Linked DNA regions of Mus musculus: region 1 is linked to region 2. A link is a contact called in public ChIA-PET data. All regions are on one chromosome and are shown on one strand. Each heading gives the region's core, a stretch centred on a gene start, on an enhancer-like site or on the middle of the called end of the contact. The rest is flanking DNA. Distances are from core to core; before and after follow the strand shown.

The links. ChIA-PET counts read pairs in DNA pulled down with a chosen protein or histone mark.
Region 1: an RNA polymerase II ChIA-PET map of memory CD8 T cells shows a contact between it and region 2, with 12 read pairs. The contact joins two enhancer-like sites. A contact is called at or near these places in 2 of 115 datasets of contacts at active chromatin or transcription factors (effector CD8 T cells and memory CD8 T cells).

Annotation. Positions count from the first base shown.
Region 1 is chr11:23,570,400-23,574,154 of GRCm38.p6, forward strand. It overlaps 0610010F05Rik (RIKEN cDNA 0610010F05 gene), which reads right to left. Exons shown (of 22, transcript NM_027860.3): 22 at 2,852-3,755. Among named protein-coding and RNA genes, the nearest start is that of 1700093K21Rik, 53 kb to the left of the region's middle. Within about 2 kb of position 2,047, at least 17 of the 459 cell types and tissues checked have an H3K27ac peak or open chromatin away from gene starts, as enhancers often do. A contact at or near this core is called in memory CD8 T cells, where this site is marked.
Region 2 is chr11:23,845,164-23,849,143 of GRCm38.p6, forward strand. No RefSeq gene overlaps it. Among named protein-coding and RNA genes, the nearest start is that of Gm39612, 28 kb to the left of the region's middle. Within about 2 kb of position 1,403, at least 96 of the 459 cell types and tissues checked have an H3K27ac peak or open chromatin away from gene starts, as enhancers often do. A contact at or near this core is called in memory CD8 T cells, where this site is marked.

The sequences.
Region 1 (3,755 bases), core at 797-3,296, 270 kb before region 2:
ACTTCTTAGATGCGCTGAGTTTTCAGCTGCTTTGCCCCTTTCATGTTTCTTCTCCCACATTCATGACGTGCACCCACTTGAGATCAATGAGAACATCTCTGAGACTCTGCTCATTCTTCATATTCTCTATGTACTACTATTTTAACTATGAATGTATTATAATGTGTTTGTTGCACACGTGTGCAAATGAGGTTCTATCCATACTGTTTTTCAAGACAAAGTCTCTCACTGGAAGGTTAGATTGACTGGTTATTGTACCACAGGAATCTGCCTTTCTCTGCCTCCCCAGTTGCTGAGATTACAAGCACAAGACATCATACATGGTTTTTTAACACGGATTCTGGGGATTAGACTCTGGTCGTTTTTCTTGTGCACCAAACATCTACTGAGCCATCTCCCAAATCCTATAATGTTATTTTCATACAGAAAAAGCAGAGGAAAAGGTAGATGAAATATAAGGATGGAAAATGATTGCATGAGACTCAACACTGGTGGGTCAGCAAAGATGGTGGAGTGGGTTAAGTGCAATAGGACCCTTGGCACACACAGAAAGGTCTGAGTATGGCTCTGTGAGAATGGCTGTGTGACTGTGGCTGTGTGAGTGTGGCTATGTGACTGTGTGAGTATGGCTGTTTGAGTATGGCTGTATGTGTGAGTGTGTCTGTGTAGGTATGTCTGTCTGTGTGAGTATAGCTGTGTGAGTATGGCTGTGTGAACATGGCTGTGTGAACATGGCTATAAGAGTATGAATATGTCTGTGTGAGTGTGTCTGTGTGGGTGTGTCTGTCGGTGTGAGTGTGGCTGTGTGAGTATGACTGTGTGTGCGCCTATAACCCTAATGCTGGTGCTTTCTAGCCATCAACCTGGCAGAAAAACGGGAAGCTCCAGGTGGATGAGAGACTCCATCTTGAAGGAACAAGATGGAGAATGGCTGAAGAGGGAAACTACAGAAATAATCACTGGTGAGATAGAAGACACCTGCAATCTCACTGTAGCCAACAGAATGCTACAGTGCCTGCCACTGTCCAAGCACTGCAGTGTCATGTGCCAGTGAGAGGTCACGGAGACATGATGGTGCTTATTTAAAATGCCACTCACTTGCAGTTGAAGCTGAGTAGGTTTCAACCGAGTGCCCTTGGTGTCAGCTCACAATGAACTGGACTGGTGTATCTCCCTGTAAGTGAGAGTCAGATCGGTTTTGAGAACTCACCGTGAGGTGAGGAGAATGTAGCAGATACAAATGACCTTGCTCCTGCCATGCTGGGACTATACAGGCCTCAGAGAGACAGCCTGCAGTTGAACTCCAGGGAAACAGAGCTTGGTGTCATCCTCTAATCATTTGATGGCTTGGGACACCTAAGGTGGTCAAGAAAACTGGGTCTGTTTGTAATGAGACATGCAAACCAACAAGTAAGCACTGTATCAGAGCCATGTCAGATACCTACACAAACAGCCTATGATGAGTCAGGACTGATTTTATATTGGGCAGTAGAAAGGATCCTATGATGAGAAAGTAACTTCTAACCCAAAATGTGGTTTATATGAAAGAGCCTTGTGGATAGTGGGACAGCTGGACAGTGGGACAGTGGAAACACATTCCTCTAGGCTGTGAGACTGGGTTTATCCTGGGGTAGCAGGTGGATTAGAGTAAAGCAGTGTGGTAGTTTGTGAACACTGAAGTATGAATACAAGCCACTCATATGTTAAGTCACCAGAGCTGCTCTGTAACAGATGATACAAAGTAGGAATGACAGCCAGGGGAGTCAGAGCATTTGTAGCACTTCTGTAAAAGCTATGACGGGTAGGCATAGTGAGATGGAGAGAAACAGACTCAGGTGATCCTTCCAGGGCCCAAACACATACACACTGTCACAGGAAACACAAACTGTCACAGGAAACACATACACACTGTCACAGGAAACACAAACTGTCACAGGAAACACATACACACTGTCACAGGAAACACAAACTGTCACAGGAAACACATACACACTGTCACAGGAAACACAAACTGTCACAGGAAACACATACACACTGTCACAGGAAAACATTCAGTAACACTGTAAAAGCACAAAGAAAGAGACTACTGAGGACTGCAGGGGCAGGTACAGGGACCAGTGCAATGGAGCACTGTAATGGAGCAACTGGGCTCAACTCTGAATACACTCTGACAAACAGAATTTAGCCAAGAGCAGTATAGAATTACTGAATGGAAACTAAGAGTAAATATTTAGGGGAAGAGGATTCTGGCTAAAGTGATGGAATCAGATTTTTGTTGTGGACAAGCCAGGTGGTCAGACATCACCTGCAGAACAAGAACAAGGACCCTGATCCTCCAGAAGATGATAACCAGACAGTGGGCACTGTGGGAGGTAGGCAGGCAGAAGGTCTAGGGGATGGTTCTGACAAAACAGCTAAGTAATGATCTCTCTCTCTCTCTCTCTCTCTCTCTCTCTCTCTCTCTCTCTCCCTCCCTCCCTCCCTCCCTCCTTCTCTCTCTCTCTGTAATTCAAATTATAGGAAGAGGTACAATAGACTTTCACCTTACAAAATTTGAAGCTACCTTCCAAACAAATAATAACATATGCAACAATACATGATATTTATGGATAAATTACTATAAGCCAGAAAGTACTGTATTAATTATCTACACCTACTAATTTATTCACTCCCAATAATTCTATAACATTATTCCAGAATTCATTTCCCATACAGACCAGCTGTGAGGTAGATTGCGAATGCTAGCCCATTAGAATTGGACTGGCTAGGTAACCCAGTGCCTCTGGCCTGGGAGTTACTCAAGGATACCAAGAGGTTGGCTGAAGAATCACTGCCAAGTTTGGAGACAAAAGCCTTTTAAATGTTTATTTAAGTTTGCCATCAGCAAAAAATATGACAGTTCCAGCCTCAGGTAGCAGAGCAATGAAACACCTCAGAGCTCCTGCCTGAGCGCTGCAGAGAAAGGTAGAAAGGTAGCACATATGTGCTGGGCACCTGTGCAGCTTCCCTGTGGCATTTCCACTCATACGGTGCTAGCGGGGATCAAAGCCAGGCTACTGTGCACCCGAGGCAAGTGTACTATTATTGAGCTATACGCCTGGTGTGCTGCAGGACTACTATTGAGCTATACTATACGCCTGTTCGCTGTAGTATTTCAACCCTTAAATGATTTGCTAAATGTTCTGAGGCGGGGTCTTGAATGGAGGATTTTCCTACTTCAGTTTCCAGAGTGATGGGGTGTGCTGCCACACTCAAATAATCTTAAAACCTAAGGTTTTCACCAATTTTCACAGCTAATTTTCCAGGGAATTATGTAGAATACAGAGCACTCCAGTCTCCTCAGACAGCAGAACAAGTCAGATCAAGGGACTTTCTCCACAATTTTTGTCATTGCCATTTATTTCAATAAGTTTGAGCTCAGAATTAATGTAAGGAAAACCTTAACGTACTTGGCAGAAGAAATGCCTGTCCATGTATCACAGACAGATATAAAATACAAAGCACATTCTGTAGAGAATCAGATTTTACTCGAGTCTGTTAACATCAATCAGTAAAGCAGCCCCCTCTGGGGAGAAGCAATGAGCACTTCTACCATCTGTGAAAATCAAAAGAGCATATTCCCTTCTAATTACAATGATCATAGATTGCTTACACATATAAATCCAAATCCTTCTATCAGAGAATCCAGGAGCCAACTATAAGGCTGGTACTCGTGGGATTTACATATCACATACAAAGAAATACTTTCTTGAAAA
Region 2 (3,980 bases), core at 153-2,652:
ATGTGACAGTGTGTGTGTGTGCATGAGTGTGTGTGACTGTGTGTGTATGAGTGTGTGTGTGAGTGTGACTGTATGTGTGTGAGAGTATATGTGTGTGTATGAATGTGTGTGTGACTGTGTGTGTGAGAGAGGGGGGAGGAGAGGGAGTTTGTGTGTGTGTGAGAGAGAGATCTTTGAGCAATGAGGGGAGAGTATGAGATCAATGGTCACAGAAGGGGTGAGACCTAGTGGAATCTGGCCTGGCTCAAAGAATCATAGAGTCCTGGTCTCTAAGTGCAACTAATTTATTCCCACAGGTGTTTCAAATGAGACTTTTGGGGCTTTAAGGAGAGAAAGGCTGCTCTTCATCGCTGGGGTGACTTTTGTAGACCATTGTAGAAAGCTGTATTTCAGAATCCAAGTGGAAACACAAGTCACTGTGTTTTGGAGCAGGGTCCTTTTGCTATCAAGCACTCGCTTCTCCAGCTCAGAACTCAATGCCATCATCAAGCTGGGCTATTTCTCCAGGACAGTTAAACGCTTACCAACATGCCGCTGGGCATGGACAACTTCTGCTGTTTTCAGAGATGTTCTATATCTTCATACAACACAAGTTCCCTTGAAAAGGTAGCAAGTGTGACAAAGTGCCATGATGATCCTGCCTGAGGCAGCCACAAAGAGATTCTGCTGCCTCCCTCATAGGAAATGCTCCCTGGAAACTGGGTTGAGGGAGTCCAGGGTGGTTGGACGTGGTCAGTCATTGTTACTAGCTGATCCCCTTCATGATCACTTAACTGTTGCCAGGTTCTAGGGTAAACTCTGGACACCCAGCACCTCATCCCTCTCCCCTGGGGACCGGTACTAAGGCCATGCATACTTCCCATCCTGCTTGAGTCACTCCGGAGCAGTTAGGGAGCCTGAAAGCACAAAGAGCAGGACACCAGCTCTGACAACATTCTGCTGGACACCGCCACCCAGTGATAGCGAGGGCAGCACATTAGGAACACGTGAGAGAGGGAGCAATCACGTGGCGAGGTGAAAACCAATAAGCATTTCAAGGGTGGAGCTTCCTCTCCTCAAAGCTACCAAATACTCCAGGGGGTAGAGCAGTAGACCACTTCCTTCCCAACGGGCACCCTATGTTTTAGAAGCACCCCTTAACATGTCTACACTTAGTACCTAGCCTCCAGAACGGGTCTGTCCCGGGTACAATCAGACCACCTCCAGCATAGCAAGCGGTAAGTGGAAACCCTAAAGAGCACCGCGGCAGAGGTTAGGGCTTCTCCACTTCATGTGGCCAGGGTGCCTACAAGTACCAGGACAGGTACTCAGAAAGCATCAAAGGAGCCCTTGCTGGAGTCAGCACAGGGACCGAATGGCCCAGGAGAGGAAAAGAGTGTCTTATTCTCACCTTTTGTTGAGGGAGGAAGTGATGAATGTTTCTGCCACCCCTGCCACAGCAGATCAGATCTCCCATGGAGGAAACTCAGGAACCACAAGACAGCCGCCGCGCGGGAGGCTCACCAGGCGCCTCGTGCCTGTATTCTCCTTTAGCTCATGTGCGATGTTTCCGCCCCAGCACACATTCCCTTGTGACAAGTGGAAAGCTAGCTTAAAAAAAAAAATCTGGAAAGAATGAATGTGGCAAAGCAAGAGCAGATACCACGAGCCTAACAAGAGGGGACACGCTGAGCCCTGGACTCAGGCTGGAAGAAGGGGGCTCCCCGAGGAGGCCCCTGCAGTGCTAACTAACCCAAGTTCTCTGCAGCCTGAGTTTCTGACAGGCCCTCTCGACTCCTGGGTAGTAAACGGACAGCTGTGAGAAGGGCCACAGGACAGGTACTGCCTGCAGCCCTAAATTACACACACATGTGGTACTCTGGTCAAACTTATAACCAGAGTGACCCCAGCAAGTCTCATGTCCCTTCTTAGCTTCCTGTGCCACAGTCTGCTTTGCTGAAAAGTGGGAGTGTTAATAACGGTGTCTAAATTAGTGAGGATATAGAACAAAGCACGGTACAGTCTCCCATGTGAGCACACTGGCTTTGATTTCTGCAGCTGACACCTGCCCTCAAGCTGTTCCTACAGAGAGGCTAACTCTTACCATTTTAATACTTAAGTGAAAGGCTAATATGAGATAATGATTTTAATAATCTAGCCTATCCCTCTCCAAATTTCTACCAAGCATATCCCTGCCCTCACGGTGCCCTGGTTTCTTGTGTTGTGTGTCTCCTTGTCTTTTTTTTCTCACAGTCACACTTCAGAAGGGCTGGGAAGCAAACACTATCCTTGGGGTAGGGTGGGGTGGAGAGGAAATTTGATGGAGCCTCTGATGACTCATGAACTGCTCCTGCTTAGACAGAGAGCCCAGACTGGAGTCTTTGGGCCATGAAATGAAGCTGTTTCCACCTGGGGCAGACATGGGCCCCGAAAACAATGGTCTTATTCTTTTTGTTCCTAGGTTGCATTGGCTCATCTGGCTGCAGGTATGGCCTTTGGGGGACCTGGCTAATTTGTCTTGTTTCTAGTTTCCTAAAGATCCTTCCATCTTTGTGGAAAGCCATGGGATGTGTTATTCTGAATGCGCCCTGCCCCTGGGTAATTCTCCAGAGGCCCACGCACAGGGCCTTCAGTGGGGAGTGCTCAAGGTGAGAACCTTGCAGGAAGGACCTGGGATAGATAGGAGAGGCCAAGCTCTTAGGTTGTCACAAAGGCAGCTCCCTCCAGTAGCACTTAAATCCCTGGAGCCCATGGCCACTTGGAAAGGAGTACAGAGCCGACTTCTAGTCCCCATATACATTGCTAGATGCTGCTTACCCTGGAATCAGGCAGTGGCTCTCAAGCCGGGGCAAATTCTTCAGAGGCTGTGTGTGGCTGCAAGCTGCAGCAGCCAAGCTGTCCGGCAGCTGCAGGTGAGCACCCATGCCCCGGAGCAGCCACCACCAGCTGAGCTCTGGGCCCCTTCTTTCTCTCCCTTCTTTTACATATTTTTTATTCTCACAGTATAATACCGAATGCCAGGTTTTTAGCAATCTATCAGGCATGTGCTCAGGTTCCATTTCTGCTGTTTGTCTGATAAGATGGCAACATCTATGTTTCAGGTGCTGTTCAAAGTGCAGAGGTAAGAAAAAAAAAATCTCAAAACTTCTGCCACTGGAGCTGACACGTGGAAGGGACATTGGTAAATAAAAACAAAACCCCTACTGCTAAGAAATGCAGCTGAGTAGCAAGAGTGCTACTCAGCCTGCAGGAGGCCTGGGTTGAAGCCTCAGTAGCAGAAAAGGTAAGACAAATACAGCAGGGTGGTCTGTGCTGTCTAATCCTGTTTACTTACATGGTTTCTGCCAGACTTGTAAAGCTTCAGTGGAGTGTTGGGGAACCACAGCAGGTAGGTGCTTTGTTTGGAAGTCAGGCCATGTGAGCATGAAGGGGGAACTTGTGGCCACACAGAGACCTGAGAGTAAGGGCCACAAGCTGAGTGGAGGGTGCACTGGGATGTGTTCCTGGCCCACAGGGAGAGTGTGCTCAGGCGGGGAGGTAAAGACAGAGAACTTTATGTAGGAAATCCTAAGCAGGTGAATCTGCAGGCAGAAAACAAGGTTGCCCAGGACTGGGTAAGTGGATGAGCCTGGAGAGAGAGGGTTCTTCCCGAAATGATGAAAATGCTCTATTGTCCCCTGATAGGTGGCTGCACAGCCCTGCCAATGCACTAGAGTTTCACAGTTGTTTATTCCAAGTGCAGAAGCTTTTTGTAAAGCACCTCTTAATAAAGCTATCTAGAACCAGAGCCAATATCTGACTGGGGACAGGACTGTACCAGGAAGAATGTACATATGAAAAGCATCTCTTCGTGCTGAAGGGGCAGGCGTGGGAGCAGAGAGCAGCATGTAGGGAAAGGCCACGGAGGCTCCCACTAGGTGCTAGAAGCTGAGAACTTCGTGGTTGCTTATGTACAGTCTTTAATGGTGGTTCAACAGGAAATGCGGTGTGTGTGTGTGTGT